Linked DNA regions of Mus musculus: region 1 is linked to region 2. A link is a contact called in public HiChIP or PLAC-seq data. All regions are on one chromosome and are shown on one strand. The core of a region is the stretch at or near the end of the contact, and the rest is flanking DNA. Distances in the headings are between cores, read along the strand shown. Region 1 holds the start of Ascl5 (achaete-scute family bHLH transcription factor 5). Region 2 overlaps Igfn1 (immunoglobulin-like and fibronectin type III domain containing 1).

Evidence for each region. HiChIP or PLAC-seq counts read pairs in DNA pulled down with a chosen protein or histone mark.
Region 1: an HNF4G HiChIP or PLAC-seq map of pancreatic cancer cells shows a contact between it and region 2. The contact joins the promoter of Ascl5 here to the enhancer-like site in region 2. A contact is called at or near these places in 19 of 39 promoter capture datasets (the 3T3-L1 cell line, 3T3-L1-derived adipocytes, the HPC-7 cell line and 12 more), 4 of 15 datasets of contacts at CTCF or cohesin (the G1E-ER4 cell line, the NIH/3T3 cell line and pro-B cells), 76 of 484 Hi-C or Micro-C datasets (the 3T3-L1 cell line, 3T3-L1-derived adipocytes, B cells and 47 more), 5 of 115 datasets of contacts at active chromatin or transcription factors (the 3134 cell line, craniofacial prominence, intestinal villus epithelium and 2 more) and 3 of 9 other capture datasets (adipose tissue, embryonic stem cells and pancreatic islet).

The regions. Positions count from the first base shown.
Region 1 is chr1:136,048,709-136,052,235 of GRCm38.p6, reverse strand. Ascl5 (achaete-scute family bHLH transcription factor 5) reads right to left here and starts at 1,432. Exons shown (of 1, transcript NM_001270609.1): 1 at 866-1,432. The coding sequence starts at 1,432. The coding sequence ends at 866.
Region 2 is chr1:135,956,176-135,959,920 of GRCm38.p6, reverse strand. It overlaps Igfn1 (immunoglobulin-like and fibronectin type III domain containing 1), which reads left to right. Exons shown (of 27, transcript NM_177642.3): 22 at 1-220; 23 at 894-982; 24 at 3,028-3,223. Among named protein-coding and RNA genes, the nearest start is that of Pkp1, 39 kb to the right of the region's middle. Within about 2 kb of position 1,425, at least 3 of the 459 cell types and tissues checked have an H3K27ac peak or open chromatin away from gene starts, as enhancers often do. A contact at or near this core is called in pancreatic cancer cells and rod photoreceptor, where this site is marked.

The DNA.
Region 1 (3,527 bases), core at 183-2,682, 92 kb before region 2:
TCACTAGACAATGTCTGTGTGCTTTCTCCCTAGAACCCTGGCCTCTCCCATATTCAGTCTCAGCATACACACTAATCTCTCTGGAAATGTTAGGTGACTGCACCAGCTAGCAAACATTGCAAGGTGGAGGGTGGGCATAGACAATAATTCAGGAATCACAAAATTCAACAATCCCTTTTTATTTAGTCCTTGATGTAAACACAATGTCAGTGGACCCTAGAAGCTTACAAGTCTTGGGGTGGGGGAGGCGTTAAGTCCAGAAGAGACTGAAGGGTGGGAGAGGGGAGGTGATCACTCGCTGTCAAGGAAGCCAATGGGCACCAGCGACCTCTCCCTCCCTCTCTCTCTCTCTCTCTCTCTCTCTCTCTCTCTCTCTCTCTCTCTCTCTCTCTCTCTCACACACACACACACACACACACACACACACACACACACACACACTTCCCCTAAGTCTGTCAGCTCCAGGGTGCTGAATGCAAGCAGCTGCCTGTCTTCACTTCCCTCGTCCCTCCCTCAGAATTCCTGCTCTTTAGAGGCCATCAAGCTCCTCGCTAGTATTTGAGGCCATCTTGTGGAAGGTTCAGGCATAACAGAAAGTGTGGCTGACTTCCAGGGGACTTGGTGTGGTGGACAGCAGAGCTTCGCTGAGGCTGGTCCAGGAGCTGTCCAGGGCTCTGCTCCTCACCGCAGACATCAGCTCCTGGGATCCGTATCTCGCCATCTCTACCCCAGGCCCTCACATCTGGCTCAAGTGGGTGGAGGTGGGATCACAGACCTCGAACACCACTGTTCTTTGTCCCGCACAGATGACCCAGAAGCCCCCAAAGCTGTTCCCTAGAGGGGCAAGTCCAGGCCTCTGGCCAGATCAAAGGCTGGGTTCCTCCGACTCCAAAAAAGGCGACGAGGAAAAGGGGGATCCACTGGACTCGGCCACCAAGGAAGAGGGCTGCGGCACGTTGCTGTGGCCCGTGTGGGCGGGCGGCGGGGAGGTGGCGGGAGGTGGCGCGCCGTCGGGGGTGGCGCTCAACAGCTCCTGCAGGTACTTGATGTAGCGGATGGCGGCGCGCAGTGTCTCCACCTTGCTGAGCCGCTTCTCAGTCAGGGCGCCGGGGAGGTGGCCGCGGAGGCGCGCGTAGCCCTCATTCACGCACTTGACGCGCTGCCGCTCTCGCTCGTTGCGCTTCTGGATGAAGGCAGGCTCGAACGGGTAGTCGTAAACCCCGAAGGCGCCGGGAAAGGGCACGTAGGGGAACACCCCAGTGTAGGCGTCGTAGTAAGGCGGCTCGGAGTGGCCGGGGTACAATAGAAAGGGTACGTTGCTCAAGGGTTCGGTGGCTGCCAGCGGCGTCTGTCCAGCAGGGGCCACGACACCTAGCTGCATGCCCCCCGGGGGCCCACGGTCCACCAGAGCTCGGCAGAAGTTACTGTTCATTGTGCCTCGTGGAGCTGGACCCAGAGTGAGGCCCTCTGAAAGGCCTCTGCACGGGCTCTGTGTGGTCCTGACAAAGGGGACAAGTCACATTGCTAGCACTCTGGGGTGCTGCGAGTTGCTAAGGCTTCATTTTGCCTTTTTGGGTTGGCTTGGACTCCTTAATGTGAGTCATAGCTCTGGACAAGTGCAGCAGCTAGCAGAGGCACAGCAGGTATCTGCTGTGGTCGCGCCTGCGGTGACATGTGTTGAGCAATCTGAGCACTTTCTCCCTCTTCCCTGCCTGGTCCTCCTGGACTGAGAGTCTTGCCTCTTCCTGCAGTCCAAGGCCGCCAGCACTGCCCCTGGCTCTAGCTGCGAGCCTCCATGACCAGATTCCCCCAGCGCCCAATTCTTGTTCCTCACTGGATCTTTTTGCAGGATCCCGGATCTGCGGGGGATGTGGGCAGAGGCGGAGAGCCCGTCAGCTCAGCAGAAGAGTTCCCAGAACTTTGCTAAAAGTAGAGAAAAGTGAACATATCACTAAGGAAAGGCCTTTGTGGTACTCCTATCTCCAGAAACAATCAAGAGGAAAGAGGGCGGGGATTTGGAGAACTGTTGGTCTGAGCTCAAATCTAGGGTTCACTCCTCAATAGTCAAGTGACATACATCTTAGAGTCAGAATTCCATATTTGGAGAGACAGAAAACATCCTTTATAGTTCCTAAGATGAGAACCAAAAGAGTACAAACACATTCCAAAGCACCCGGTACTTGGCCTGGCAGATAACGGCAGCCATTAATATCATTTCCTCTGAGAATTCAGATCATCTCCTCAAGGCTACCTTCCAGGGCCTGACAACTAAAACTTGAGACAGTCTACTGGGACAGGGGGTTTAGAGAGATGGCTTTGTGATTAAAAGCAGGTACTGCTTTTTACAGAGGACTGGGTTTCCAGCAGCCAGGAGCTCACAACTGCCTGTAACACTCACTATAGAGGATCAGAGTCCCTTTGCTTCCAAGAGCACTGTGTCCACCTGCACATATCCATACAGAGACACATTTAACTGTAATACCATTGTTTAACGGAGCTAATCGAACTAGCAGGAGGAGTTGGAGCAACTATCTCAAGTTAGCCCAAGCCCCTCTCTGGTGAATGAAAGATAACCCTGATTACAAAGCCCTGGGGGTTAGCTATTTCAAAGCTTCCTGCCCCGCAGACTGTTGTCACCTTCCCCTTCCCTGTCCCAGGTCACATGGGTCCAGGAGGACATATGGGTCTCAAACCCTCTTGGCTTTCTCCTCTATGGCACCTTACAAGGTGTCTTCTTTTTTTCTTTTCTTTTCTTTTCTTTTTTCTATCTTTTTCTTTCCCCTTTGGCTTTTGGAGACAGGATTTCTCTGTGTAACCTTCACTGTCCTGGAACTCACTCTGTACCTGGCCAAGCTGAGCCATGTCCCTAGTATGTAATAGATGCTTCATAAATCCTGTCTGAATAACCAAGAAAGAGGATTAGGCCAAAAACTGGGTTTGCCAGGGTGGGGCATAATTACACGTAGCCATTCCCTGGTTTTAGAAAACTGTTATTTAGGAAATAATTGGTCTGTGTTGAGTTTAAGTGCTGCCAGAGCTCATCAGCTGTGCATATCAGATTTGAGCACTATGCCCTGCCTCTCTGGCCCTGCTCCCTGTCCCCGTGTGTGTTCACAGTGTTCGTAAGTGTCCTTGGAGTGCTCGTAGCTCTGTTCTTCGTTCTACTCTTTGAGGACGATGCTCAGAGTTTACTGATGGGTGAGTAGTCGACCTGCATTGAGAGAGTGGGGGCATCCCGAGGTCTTGGCTGTGGTTCAGCCTTGTCTATCTGGCAGAAAAGAGCCAGTCCTCTCCCTGCCTGAGAAGCCGGTGGCAACCTCAGATTTTTGAGTGTCCTCTATACCCTCCCGCAACAAACCAACAAGGATCCAAAGTCTCAGAGTCTCACACTTGCTAGAAGGTGGAAGCTGACGTATGAATCATCAGGACTAAAATTCTTATCTTCCCGCTCTTTGTAGCTGACCTCTAGAGCCTCCCACCAATGGTAGTTTTGACATATAATAAGAGTCAGCTTTGGCAAGATTCTA
Region 2 (3,745 bases), core at 176-2,675:
CGGGATGCTGATGAAGCCCAGGGATATATTGTGGAGTTGTGTGGTTCAGACAGCCATCAATGGAGCCCATGTCACGTGGGAACTGTGCCGGGCACCACCTTCACAGCCAAGGGGCTTCGGCCGCAAGAAGGCTACTTTGTGCGGGTGACAGCAGTTAATGATGGGGGCCGGAGCCAGGCCACTTCCCTGGACACATTGGTTCATGCCATGCCGGCCACTGGTGAGTGACACCTCCTTTCCCCACCATGAATCCTACAGACCCTTCCTGAGAGGCACTGCTATGCAGTCATCAGTTGCCTTCTTAACAGAGGGGTGGCAGGGAGCACTGAGCTAAGCGGACCCCTTTTAGAAATGTGTTCTCATTACAGCTCCAGGGATGACCACAAAGGCCCGAGATGCTTCACCCAGGGTCTCCCCATTGTTATGACACAGAACCATGATTTAAAACAAGTGACTCCGAGGAGTGGGCACTGCTTGGTTTGAGACAGCACATCCCCCAGCTCCCTGTTACCGCAAGGCAGATTGTGTTTCCCTTTGGGACTTAATCACTAGAAGCAGATCCTTTCTCTTTGCGAGCCATACCAATCCTCTCTAGTTGTCACTGTGACAATAAGGAGACAATAAAAAGCCAAGAGCTCCTGAGTCCAGAATCTTAGATTCTTGTCCTGGCTCTGATCTTCAATGGATGTCACCCCATTAAAAGATGTCACCCACCCTTCCCGGATAGCAACTTTGATTGTCCCACAAGACTGTCCCTGTCTCCCAGCCTTTTTTCTCCAACACACCCTTCCAAGCACTCTCTGTCAGGCCATTGGTTCAGCCTTCGATCTGCATCCTAGGTGAGCTAGCTGCTCACTGTGGAGGGAGGTGACAAGCCATCTTGTGTGTTCTAGTCTGTCCCAGGTTCCTCATGGACTCCGGCACAAAGGATACCCTGATGGTCAGGGTTGGGGACAGTATTCGCGTTCCTCTCTCCTTTGAAGTGAGTAGACCTGAAGCAGTGTGTGGCAGGCATGGGGGGGGGGTGTCACTGAGCAACCAGGAAACTAGACGATCGTGGAGTGTTCCTTCTTCTTCCTTATTATTCTTTAACCTTAGTCATAGACTTTGACTTGTCTCCTAAATAAGGTCCAATGTGAGGTGGGTAGGGAGGAAAATGGTTTTTGAAGCCAAGCTTGTATTTGGCCTCATGCTGCTGAGTGAACAGGGGTTACACACCCCTCTAGTGGTCACTTCAAATATTACACCTCCAAATTAGACCATCTCCTCTCCCCTTCTTAGTCCCAGAACTGAGGGAGCCGGCAAGGTAGATAATCATTTTTGCCTTTAGAATATATTTTTGTGCAAGTGAATGATCAGAGTCTGACTCAGGATGGTCCCCAGCCAATGTCAACACCACACAACTCTCCGTACAGTCACTAGTGTGGTAGTAAACACAGATTGCCTGATGCCGTCACCGCTCACTAATTTGACTCCTCATCTCTCACATGGTACTGAGTTCTTCAGTCTCTTACCAAAGAGACTAAGCTTACCAAAGGGCTGAGAAAGTGGTGGTAGCAACCTGGATGCTGTGCTCTGTGCTTTCCGCGCATCGTTGATGCCTAAATCCTTAGGACACCCCCATAGGCAACTTACTATTAGCATTCTCAGGTGCACACGATGGGGGTCCCATAGGCAGTGGGTAGCATCATCATCCCGCAGCTGAAGAGAGTTCTCACTGTTACATTATAGGCCTGACACTCAGATACAGATAAATCTTTTTTAAAGATTTATTTATTTATTTTTATGTAAATCAGTATATGGTTGTAAACCATCATGTGGTTGCTGGGAATCAAACTCAGGACCTCTGCTATTTGTCACTGTCTTCAGACGCACCAGAAGAGGGTGTCAGATCTCATTATGGGTGGTTGTGACCCACCATGTGGTTGCTGGGATTTGAACTCAGGACCTTCAGAAGAGCAGTCAGTGATTTTTTTTTTTTTTGAGACAGGGTTTCTCTGTGTAGCCCTAGCTGTCCTGGAACTCACTTTGTAGACCAGGCTGGCCTCGAACTCAGAAATTCGCCTGCCTCTGCCTCTGCCTCCCAAGTGCTGGGATTAAAGGCGTGAGCCACCTGCTCTTAACCAGCCCTGCCAGCTCCTTTCCTAAGCCTGCCACTCTCCTCTCCTCTCCAGTCACCACAGTTCCAGGCCAGATGCATAGTCTACTTCCTGCAGCCTCTCTCTATTGCAGGAACTCCCGAGACACCCCTAGCTTGCCTTGGGGGGAAGGAATACTCTCGTCCCAATGAGTCTCTTCTCACTCCCACCAAGTACGCTCATGTAAATCCAGAACTAGCTGCACTGTCCTAACTGCAGCACCTCGCTCAGTGAAGTCTAGATGTCTGCGTGGGGGTGAGGCTGAGGGCCAGAACCGTTTTACTGAGCCTCCCAGCTAAGCCTCTCTTCCTATCCCAGCATCCTTCCATACCTACCAGCTAGCCCCACACATCGCTACCTCCCTGAGAGCCTATTCCTCGTTGATCCCCATGTGCTCAGGCGCATCTCTTCCTGCCTAGAATGGTCCTTCTTGCCCTTCTACACTGGGCCCAGCTTATATACTTTTTCTTTTACAAAATTTCCTCCATGGAGAGCAAAGGTCAGGGAGGAAGCAATCACAAAGAACAGGAGCAAGAGGGTGACGGCCTTAAGGGAAGAAAGAAAAAATCAGCATGCTTTTTCGAGCGCACTCGAGTGCGTGCCTGTGTGCATGCGTGTGTGTGTGTGTGTGTGTGTGTGTGTGTGTGTGTGTGTGCGCGTGCGTGCATGCACGAGTGTGTGTGAGAGAGAATTGTGTACAATGAAAGCAGAAGGACTATAGCAGTGAATATCAGGAAGATTCAGTGATACATACACAATAAAATGTCATCAATAAGCCTATTATTTTATATGCTAACTACATAATTTATTTGAACAGACACTTTAAAAAAACAAATGAACAAACAAAAAACCTTCCTCTTCTCAATTTGAGCTTGCCCTTGGTTCTCAGGCTGCCCCCATGCCTGAGGTGACCTGGCTGAAGGACGGCTTGCCCTTGCCCAAAAGAAGTGTGACCACTGTGAAGGCTGGCCTCACGCAGCTTCTGATCCCTGCAGCTAGCCTCTCGGACTGTGGCCGATACACCGTGATGCTGAGGAACCTACAGGGGAAGGAAGCTACCCACAGCTTCTTCATCAATGTAGCAGGTGAGGCCGCTCAGCCAGGGAGCTCTCACCAGGGTGTGAAGGCTGCATCTGTCCTGGGCGTAGCTCCTTGTGCTGAGTGTGCAAGGTGACCACACTGTTGAGCCTACACACTTCAAGGCTCAGAGGCCAGGTAGAAGGAGAGTCCCTGAAAGCCCCGATGTTCTGACCTATGAACTTAAAGATACCACACCCTTACCTCTTATCTGTGGGGGTGTTTGTTTGTTTTTGTTTGTTTTGAGTCCAAGAGCAAAAATGGCCCCCAGCATTGCGTCACTAAAGGATACCATGGGGAGAATCTGCCCACGACCCTGGTGCAAGTTAAGATTGTCCCTTCCCTGGAATGACTCTCGTTCCCAGCCTGGAATGTTCAGAAATGCAGGAAGACTAACCGCAGGCATTTGTGATTTGATTTTATGAAAACTCTAACTTCTGTCCCTGTCCCATCATTTTATCTATTAAAAAGGTGAATAAGTAATTTTTTTGGAAGTCATCTGTGCTGGTGGGTACCTATAATCCCAGATG